Linked DNA regions of Anas platyrhynchos: region 1 is linked to region 2. Evidence: chromatin contacts called from public Hi-C data. All regions are on one chromosome and are shown on one strand. Each heading gives the region's core, a stretch centred on a gene start, on an enhancer-like site or on the middle of the called end of the contact. The rest is flanking DNA. Distances are from core to core; before and after follow the strand shown. Region 1 has its middle 36 kb from the start of ZC3H12C. Region 2 overlaps ZC3H12C (zinc finger CCCH-type containing 12C).

Evidence for each region. Hi-C and Micro-C count contacts between places; a contact is called where the count stands out from the background.
Region 1: a Hi-C map of skeletal muscle shows a contact between it and region 2, with 1.7 times the contacts expected there. The contact joins two enhancer-like sites. A contact is called at or near these places in 2 of 8 Hi-C or Micro-C datasets (liver and skeletal muscle).

Annotation. Positions count from the first base shown.
Region 1 is chr1:189,515,745-189,520,588 of IASCAAS_PekinDuck_T2T, reverse strand. No RefSeq gene overlaps it. Among named protein-coding and RNA genes, the nearest start is that of ZC3H12C, 36 kb to the right of the region's middle. Within about 2 kb of position 2,103, at least 1 of the 8 cell types and tissues checked has an H3K27ac peak or open chromatin away from gene starts, as enhancers often do.
Region 2 is chr1:189,438,289-189,443,527 of IASCAAS_PekinDuck_T2T, reverse strand. ZC3H12C (zinc finger CCCH-type containing 12C) reads left to right here. Exons shown (of 6, transcript XM_005014577.6): 6 at 822-5,239. The coding sequence ends at 2,221. Among named protein-coding and RNA genes, the nearest start is that of ZC3H12C, 41 kb to the left of the region's middle. Within about 2 kb of position 1,782, at least 1 of the 8 cell types and tissues checked has an H3K27ac peak or open chromatin away from gene starts, as enhancers often do.

The DNA of each region.
Region 1 (4,844 bases), core at 854-3,353, 77 kb before region 2:
GCACAGGGGAGCAAAAATCCTTTGCTTTATTCTGCTTCTAGGGGGATTTTTTTTTTTTTTAATTCAGTAAATTTGTTTCTTTTCAAGCTCTTGGTTCAGCAGTGCACCCTGCCCAGAGCTGGGGAACAGGCACTGGCTGCCCCCTCACAAAAATCTGAATCTCTGCCAAGTTCCTCCTATTGTTCCCTAAGCAATGATAATGCTCAAACCAATGAAGGGCAAATACGGTTTCTGTGAGCAGGGAGTGCCACTGCTGTGTGATGCTGAAGGCAGCTATATCTGGGTTAGGCAGAAAAAGCACAATGGTGCTTCTTTTTGATGTCTCTGTAAACCAAAGCACATGCATCTATTTCAAATCATGTGAAGTGGGGGGGAAGGACTGCTGCCATACCCTGCTGCAGGCACGGGGAGGACAGCAGCACTGGGCCAGGCATCCTGACCTTTGCAACATGCTTCAGCCACTGCACCCTCAAAAAAACATGTGAAATCCCAAGTGAGCCCCATCCAGGGGGACAAAGCAACCAGCAGGATCACATTTCCAGCAGGGAGGGGTGTCAGGCAATGTCACCCCACTTAATGCTCTCCAGTCTGACTGATTTCAAAAGTTAACTAAGCCTTTCCTCAGTGTGCTGCTTGTGCTAATAGATGGCACTATCTGACCTTGCAGCTTTTCTTACAAAATACAACTATTACTCACTGTAAGTATTCCTGGAACATGCACTTGCTGCCTTTCTTGCTGCCTGGAAATCTTTCGATCTTTGTCTTGCTTGTGTGGAATAGCACTGCTGCTACCAACTCTGCAGATCCGGGAAATACCCACCGTGTCCTTCTCCCTCAAATCTGAAAAGTCTCATTTCCACCCCCGTGGGCTCAGTTTTGTGATCAGCAAGCACATTTTTCTGCTTCCTAGATTATAGTTTCAACAATGCAGTCCCTGTGCAATGCCGGATACTGCAGCGTAGCCTTTCCTTTCTTTCCCAATGCTGCCAGAAAAAGTCCTGTAATTCCAAGGAAGAGATGACTGGTAATGTTTGCGATGTGCCAGTGCTGCTGACAGATGTGTCAGTACTTTAGACACGCAGCTGGTCAGCTTTATGAGATTCATGCCAGTAACACGATTCCCAAAAGACTACACATCACCAAAGGAGATTTTTTTTCTTTGTTTGTTTTAAAATACAGACATAGAGCAAAACTGTAGAAGCATATCAGATTCACACACTGATTTAGTCTGCAACAGCCCTCTGCTGGTCATGTAGTTCAATGTCCACTCAAAGCAGAGACAAGTTCACAGAATCACAGAATCACAGAATTTCTAGGTTGGAAGAGACCTCAAGATCATCGAGTCCAACCTCTGACCTAACACTAACAGTCCCCACTAAACCATATCCCTAAGCTCTACATCTAAACGTCTTTTAAAGACTTCCAGGGATGGTGCATGTAACATTAGGTGACTCAGGGCCTTCAGAGTTTGGTTTCCTTTTTATTATTTTTTTAAATTTTTTTTTCTCTTCCCCATCCTCATATTTTTTTTTTTTACTTTTTTTTTTTTTTTTTTTTTTTTTTTTCTGTGAATTACTGTTCTCTGTATTGTCCCATGACCCTAAAATTACTATTCCACTTCTCACTGAACACCTCAGCAGGATGCACTGCACGGGCCCATGGACTTCAGCTCTTTCTCTCCTTTCTGTCAGCATCATCTACAGTGGTACTGCCCAGCAATTTTGACTTCTCTTTCCCCTTCCTCTTCACCTTCCTTTTCCCCTTTCCCTTCCTCTTCCCCTTCCCCTCTGCTCTCCTCCTCCTCTCCTCCCCTGGGACTAGGGGAGCTACCGGAGCACAAAGGACTTGAATTTGGGCAGAGCAAAGAGTAGCACTAGAAAACTACAAGGACCAAAAATAAAAAATAAAAATAAAATAAAAGCATGACTGTGGAGAAGTGCAAATATTGTCCCATGCCATTTTGGACTCTGGATTAAAATCCCCGCCTCTCCCTGAGGCTGTGGGGCCGAGGCAGCCCAGCAGCAGGCTGCCGAGGGCCTCAGCTGGGCTCCAGGCCCCGCAGCCCCAGAGCCAGCTCGGGGGCTGCCAGCCATTCCCCCACAGCCCGCTAGAAGGAGCCGTCCTAAAAGCTGAGAAACCCTGCAGCTTTCCCTGCGAGAGGCTGCGGTGTCCCCAGCAAGGCGCTGGATTTCTGAGGAAAATTTTTTGAGGAGAATTTCTGGGTTTCCTCGCCCGGCCGGGCGCTGCCCCTCGCAGGGTGCCCCCGAGGGAGACACCCGGCCCCTGGCACCCTGTCCCACTGCCCCCTGAAGCCGTGAAATCAAGGGGCAGGTGGGGTTTGGGGCAGGAGAAGGGCCTGACCCCCTCCTCACAGCACCCCAGAGCCACAAGCGTGTGGGATGTTTCCCATTTGGCACCCAACGGGCATGCCAGGGTGCAGCATGTCCTCGCTGCGTTCAGCTCCGCAGAAAAGGACCTGGGCATCCTGGTGGACATCAAGATGGGCATGTGCCACCCATGTGCCCTTGTTGCAAAGAGAACCGATGGTATCCTGGGCTGCATTAAGCAAAGTGTTGCCAGCAGGTCAAGGGAGGTGATCCTTCCCCTCTAGGCAGCACTGGTGGGGCCACACCTGGAATGCTGGGTCTGGTTCTGGGCTCCCCAATACCAGAGGGACCTGGGCACACTGGAGAGAGCCCAGCACAGGGCCACCAGGATGATGAAGGCACTGGAGCATCTCTGCTGTGAGCAGAGGCTGGGAGAGCTGGGGCTGCTCAGCCTGGAGAAGAGGAGGCTCAGGGGGATCTCATCCGTGTCCCTAAATCCCTGAAGGCAGGGTGCCCAGAGGCCGGAGCCAGGCTCTGCTCAGTGGTGCCCAGTGCCAGGACAAGAGGCCATGGGCACAGCCGGGCACCCAGGAGGCTCCCTCTGAGCACCAGGCAGCACTGCTGTGCTGGGCGGGTGACGGAGCCCTGGCACAGGCTGCCCAGAGAGGCTGTGGGGTCTCCTCCTTGGGGATCCCCAAAAGCCGCCTGGGCAGCCTGTGGTTCTATGAAATAAAAGCCCTCTGCTCCCTTCTCCCTGGAGCCCAGCTGTTCAGGGGCTGTGTTTCCCATGGTATATCGTGTTTCCTCCTCAGCAGCAAGCAGCCGTGCCACCACCACGCAGCATCCCAGGGGATGTGTCGTCCTGGGGAAGGTGTCACTTAGCCAGAGACCACTGTCTGAAAAAGCAAACGTAAGGACTAGACACCAAAATTGCAGTTCCTGTGAGGCACAACACGCCTCAGGCAGCATTTTGGAACAAAAATATTCAGAGCAGGGAGGGAGGGATGCAATAAATGAAAAATCCCCCAAATAAATGGTTTTCCAGTTGTGTTTCCAGACCCTCAGAAGAAGCACTGTCATCACTGCCAGCGAAATCTCCCAGAGCAGGAATTAAGGGCCTTGCACACAGCAGCATTTCCTTGGAAATTACTCATCAGGTTATTTCTTTTTGCTCATGTTTGGCAAACTGGGAAAATATGTTCCATTCACACAAAGCTTAATCACATTGCATTAAATTTATATGGTTCCATGTGGTAATCACAGAAGTACTGCTGTGTGGCCCGTACCATGACACCAGTCCCACTTACCCTGCTGCCCAAAACTCTCAGACTGTCATTTGTTTGCTTGTTTTTGTTTTTGTTTTTGTTTTTTAGTTTGTTTGTTTGTTTGTTTGTGTGTTTGTTTTTTAACATGCCACAAGAACACAGCCACGGAAACACAGTGACAATTAGTCTGAAAATTATGTTTTCTCTCCATATCAGACCTTTACATTAGCTTCTAGAGAAAATCTTTTTTTGGCAGTTCTGGTCCATATTATACTATCACCCTCTTTCTAAGGAGAAGTTGGCATAGCTGTTGTCCGCACAAGGCATGGTCACGCAGCTAGCATGGTCTCCAAAATGGGTGTTGACCAAGTTGTGTTCCCTGACTTCAGCAATGTGTTTCTTTGGCTTTTCCCACTCCTTTCGCACTTGGAGGAAGAACTCTTTCTGCTCAGCCAAGGAGATACCGCTTCACTTACTGTGAAGTGAAAATAGGTCTTACACACCCCGTGTGGTGCTAGAGCTAGTGATCTCAGAGACCACCTTGTCTTTATCCCCTGAAACAGCTTTTCAAGAAAACCATTTGGCAAATTGGGCCATACGTAGGGGTAGCCTGGTGGTGACCAGCATCACATTATTGCAAATGAAGCATTCACCCAAAGCCATTCACCCAGTGCTGCAGACAGGTCTGAGTGGAAGAACAGGCTCAAGGCTTTGTCTAAAACCAAAGCTTTCTCTAATTTAATGGAGTTCAGTTAACAAACCAAATTAATTAAACTAGTGCAAATCCCCAAGTGGTCCATCTTAATCTTCTGTGCCTTAAAGCTTGTTTACAGACAGTTTTATGCTGCATTGACCATTTTTGTATAGCTTCTTTATATCAGTGTAGCTTATCTGCAGAGAGACCTCATTATATCACACCAGGGGTTGCGCTGATTTAGCTGGAGTGATTTCCAAACAGAGCGAATGAGAACAACGCAAGCATTGTGCATGTGAACTTAAACAACAACCCGCTACATTTAAGCTAAGCTAGTTTTAGATGAAGCTAAGTTGCCCTTATAATATTGTGTTGGTCTGAAAACACTACAATTTTTTCTACCTTCTCCAGATGAGTTTCAGAGATATAGCAGCACAGATGTGCTGGGAACAAGGCTGATTCTGCACAGCTCTCTATCCTCACCTCAAACCACTTGCAGCTGAAATTTCGTTGCTGAAAAGCAATTGTTGGTGAGCAGCAGTACTGCCACCTCTGCTT
Region 2 (5,239 bases), core at 533-3,032:
TGCCTGACGTTTAGCTACTCACCTTCCTTACAGGCACACCGGCATCTTGACTTTGCTGCTCTTATGACTACGATTTTCATGTTAAGTTTCCCACTTTTGTATCTCCTTAGCACAATACAGCAAGTGTGTGCATACACACAGATGGCATCATGTTCAGCTCAAAAAGCTGAAGGTGGTGTTGGTCTGTGTTCCTAGAGCAGTTGCTTCAGCACATTACCATTGCCTCTTTTACTGACAATACAGGAAAGGAGATCCTAGATCTCACCGTGTCACACAAAACCATTTGCAAGATCTTTTTAGAAACATAGAAAGGTTTGGGTTGGAAGGGACCTTAAAGATCATCAAATTCCACCCCCCTGCCATAGGCAGGGACACCTGCCACCAGCCCAGGTTGCCCAAAGCCCCATCCAGCCTGGCCTTGAGCACCTCCAGGGATGGGGCATCCACAGCTTCTCTGGGCAGCCTGTGCCAGGGCCTCACCACCTGCTGAGCAAAGAATTTCTTACTTATATCTAATCTAAACCTCCCCTCTTTTAATTTAAAGCCATTCCCCTTGTCCTATCACTACACATTCTGACAGAGTCCCTCCCCAGCTTTTCTGCAGGCCCCTTATAGGTACTGGCAGGCTGCTGTAAGGTCTCCCTGGAGCCTTCTCTTCTCCAGGCTGAACAGCCCAACTCCCTCTGTCTGTCTTTATAGAAGAGGTGCTCTGATCAATCTTTCAAATTGTCAGCAAAACTTTAAATGAGAGGCATTTTCATTGTTTAACAGTTAACGGATTTTGCTTCATGTTTTTAATCTCATTATGTTTGTGTTAACAGGGAAGAAATGTACCTATGGACACAAGTGCAAATACTATCACCCAGAAAGAGGAAATCAGCCTCAGCGATCTGTAGCTGATGAGCTTCGTGCCATGTCTCGAAGCACAGCTGCCAAAACTACAAGTGAAGGAGGACTGGTAAAAAGCAATAGTGTTCCCTGTAGTACTAAGAATGATGGCACTTCTGAGCTTAAGCGTGCCGCTCCGAAGAGGCAGTCAGATCCTAGTATAAGGACTCAAGTCTACCAAGACTTGGAGGAAAAGCTTCCCACCAAAAACAAATTGGAAACCAGGTCTGTACCTTCCTTAGTTAGCATACCAAGTTCCTCTGCTGCAAAACCCCAAAGCACTGCACCTTTAACCAACGGCCTTCCATCCGGAGTTCATTTCCCACCTCAGGATCAACGACCACAGGGACAATATCCTCCTACGGTGATGATGGCAACCAAAAATCACGGAACGCCAATGCCTTACGACCAGTATCCAAAATGTGAGTCTCCCGTGGACGTAGGGTACTACTCCATGCTGAATGCGTATTCAAATCTGAGTATATCTGGTCCACGGAGTCCCGAGAGGCGCTTCTCCTTGGACACAGATTACAGGATCAGCTCCGTGGCTTCTGACTGCAGCAGCGAGGGGAGCGTTAGTTGTGGCAGCAGCGACTCCTACGTGGGGTACAGCGACCGCTCCTACATGAGTTCGCCCGACCCGCAGCTGGAGGAGAACCTGAAGTGCCAGCACATGCACCCCCACGGCCGCCTTAACTCCCAGCCCTTCTTGCAGAGCTACCACGAGCCTCTAGCCCGAGTGCAGAGCTACAGCCACGAAGAACCAAAGCACCACCACAAACCTCCCATCCCGTACCTGGCTGTGCACCTGCAGCACCCCGTGGTGGGTGCTCGCTCCAGCTGCCCCAGCGACTACCCGGCCTCGCAGAGCTCGCCGCACTCCAAGGCCGTGCACCTGGGGAGAGCCCTCGTGTCCACCCGAATCGACAGCATTTCGGACTCGCGTTTGTACGACAGCTCTCCACTGAGACACAGGAAGCCTTTCGCTGCCCAAGACGGGCTTGGAAGCTGGGACAGGCAGAGCTACGGGGTCGATGCCTACAGCTACCGCCAGACCTACTCCTTGCCCAGCAACCCCACGCAGCCCTGCTACGAGCAGTTTGCCTTCCAAAGCCTGCCCGAACAGCAGGACCAGGCCTGGCGCGTACCCTACTGCGGGATCCCTCAAGACCCCCCGAGGCACCAAGACACCAGGGAGAAGGTTTACATAAACCTGTGCAACATCTTCCCCCCCGACCTGGTGAGGATCGTCATGAAGAAGAACCCCCACGTGACGGACGCGCAGCAGCTGGCCGCAGCCATCTTAGTGGAGAAGTCTCAGCTAGGTTATTGAGAGATGATGCATCTTTGTGGTGTCTAGTAGTTTTTCAGCTCAGCTCTAATGCTGAGGGAGGTTTGCTACAATAGCATTTGGGATCTCCTTCTCAGCAAGGAGGTTATAATAGTAATCCATTTATGTGAAATGCTGTATCATGGAGTCTGTATGTATAGCCCCGTGCATCCGAAGGACCCGGTATGTTTTGTGTTCTAGTTTGAAAATTTTTTAAATGGCTATTTTCATGGCTGGAGGATGCTCCAGTTTAAATTAATATATATATATATATATATATATATGAAAAAAAAAATCTGTCGTCTCTGGTTATAATCTTTGGTGCATCAGGGGTTTATATGCAGCACTTTCTATCCTTGTTACATGTTGTTGCGACTTTCGGTTTTGTTTTTTAACTTGCTGGATGTTTGTCCTTGGGCTGCGTGGTGTCAAAACGACCTGCAGAGAGAGGATTTTGCTTCTTCCAGCAGACAAATTTCAAGCCAAGTTTTTGAACTTTTTACAACACCGTGTTTGTTTGTTCGTTTTTTGTGGGCTTTTTTTTTGTGTTATAATCATATTTATAGGAAACAAAGATTTACTACAGCACTGACTTTATTTTTTAAACGAATAATTGAGTTACCAGTTAACGGTGAAATGGGTAACGATATATTAGTAATTTATAGTATGGCACTTTTCATTGCTCTTTGTTTTGTTTAAGTAGTTACATGTTTTGTTGATGCAGTTGATTAGTAAGATCAAATGCAATCAGAGGACAATTTTTTTATTATTATTTTTTACTAATTTATGGGTAAGGTGGAAAGCCTTACTGCCTGATTTTCAAAGGTGCTGAGAATTTGCAGCCCCCTTTGAACCTGCCACAAACTGCAAACACTCAGTACCTCCTAGAAGCAGGCCACCTGGTTTCAATTCCCACGTGCTGTTTTCCAGCTTCCTGTACTCCTGGTCAGTAGAAAGGGGCCTGAAATCTCGTAGGGTTCTGTTTAGTTGTTTATGTGTTTTTCTTTGTATTGCTGCACCAGTGTACTGGATAAAATACGCTTTTCATAAAATATTTACCTGTTTTTAAATGAATTTAATTATCTCAATGCAAGTTTTGTATTTAAGATACTGTTTGTTTTTTTGTTTTTCTTGCTATTTATCAAGGCTGGCCTGAAAAGGGTTTGTGTGTTGAGGATATGCAACGTTTATTAACTGCACTATGGTAATGATATTGTAGCTCAAAATAATAACTTAAACTTTTTGTCTTTTCTGTTTCGGTTGGGGAGGGAGGGTCGCGGGGAGAGAAGAGGCTGTACGTGTTCCTGAGGTTAGTCCGTGGCCTGTTGCATCATGGAGGCCCGATTCTTGCCACAAATAGTGTAGTTTTAGAAAGAGACAAAACAAGTCTGTTTTAGTACTAGTAAGGGATATTTCTGGTTAAAGTCATGGGTTTTACTAGCACCTCATAAGCTTTTATATATATATATATATATTAAAAAAATAGACATAGATCTTGCAATTGATGTCAGTTGTACTTAACGTGACATAGTCAGTTACCTACAGTTTTAGGTTTCCATCCGTTGTAATGTTTTTCAGTGTTACAAAACCACTAGTTTACTGCTGATAATTTTGGTACACTTGCTGGAATTTAAAGGCCCTGAAGAACCAGAAAGTACCTTTTACTGTTGATACAAATTGTATCTTTTTAACTGAGAACTATTTTGATTTGTAGATTTAGTAGAAACACAAACGTATAACTATAGTCTTTTGGGCAACATTTTATCCCTTATTGGAAAATTAGAGTTTTCAGACATAGAATAGACTTAGGTGAGTAAAAATAGATATTTATTTAGGTGTCTGTCTCAATTTCACATATTGAAAAGAAAAAGAAAGAAAGAAACTATTGGCATCTTCTTCCTTCTAAAATCTTTGTAGTGTAAACTCACTAAAATAAAGGTAAAATGCTGCCTGAAAATGATGTCCAAGCACCTTTGAATACGAAGACATTTTCACTACTTGCGCGACACCATGTGTTGCGGCGAGTAGGATTTGGGTATACAGTAAATGCTTCTAAAGAGCATTGTGCTTATAGACATATCCAATAATCTGAACCGTGTTCAGCAAACTAATTCAGGAAGTAGTGTTCCAGACAGCTTTCACTGCTGATTTGGCCTGGGATCTGCATTCGCCTGTCCCTGTGACAATACAGGAGGTGCTGTACATAATTAGCCTGAGTTGTCTGCTTGGCAGTAGTTTGTCCCGTGGTGTGGTGGGTCGCTGTCCGTAGAGCTTGTCTGAACCTAGAGGCTGATGCAGCGCTCGCGCTGAGGTTTGGAGTGGTAGATGGGTCTCGTCTCAGTCGTACTCTAAGATTTTTTAAAAACTGAATTACACTGAAGTACTCCACCGTAGTGTAGGTGCAGCTGTTTTAGTACTGCAGTTCCTGTGTTTGTGTTTTTGGTGAGTTTCTACATTCATTCTTATGTAGGAATTCCCTTCTGCCAAAAGATGAATTCCTTGAAGGCCAACAGAAGCGTGTGCTTGTAATCGAGGCGTTTTATCTCTCCTGCCCGTCACACGAGCCTCAGAAGGCTCCGAGCAGCGCCGCCGTGCCAAGAAGTGTGGTGCTGGGGGGGGAAATCCTTTCCATACGTTGTGTGCTTTGTGCTGAAGCACTGAAAATGCTTTAAAAGTAGAAGAACGGGGGATATTCGGTGGTTCTCAGTGTTGTGCAATGATGTGCTAGTTCCCCTTAGGCCCTTACCCTGGGTAAAGAAAACGCGCAGTGGACAAAGCGTTGGCCTTGGTGTTTCCTTTGTAGTTGATGTGAGTAGCAGAGGGAAGGAGGAGGTGTGTGCGACCTCCCCCTCGAGGAGGAGATCAATCTGTGTATTTCACACCCTGTGGAGAGGAAACGAGTGCTAGGCATGACCACGGTGGTACTGCTCAGTACTGCGCCTGGTGGTGTGGTTGTGTTGATGCAAATAACTGAACCACAGCATCTTAAACAGCAAAAGGTGGCTCGCTAACGTTGTCTTT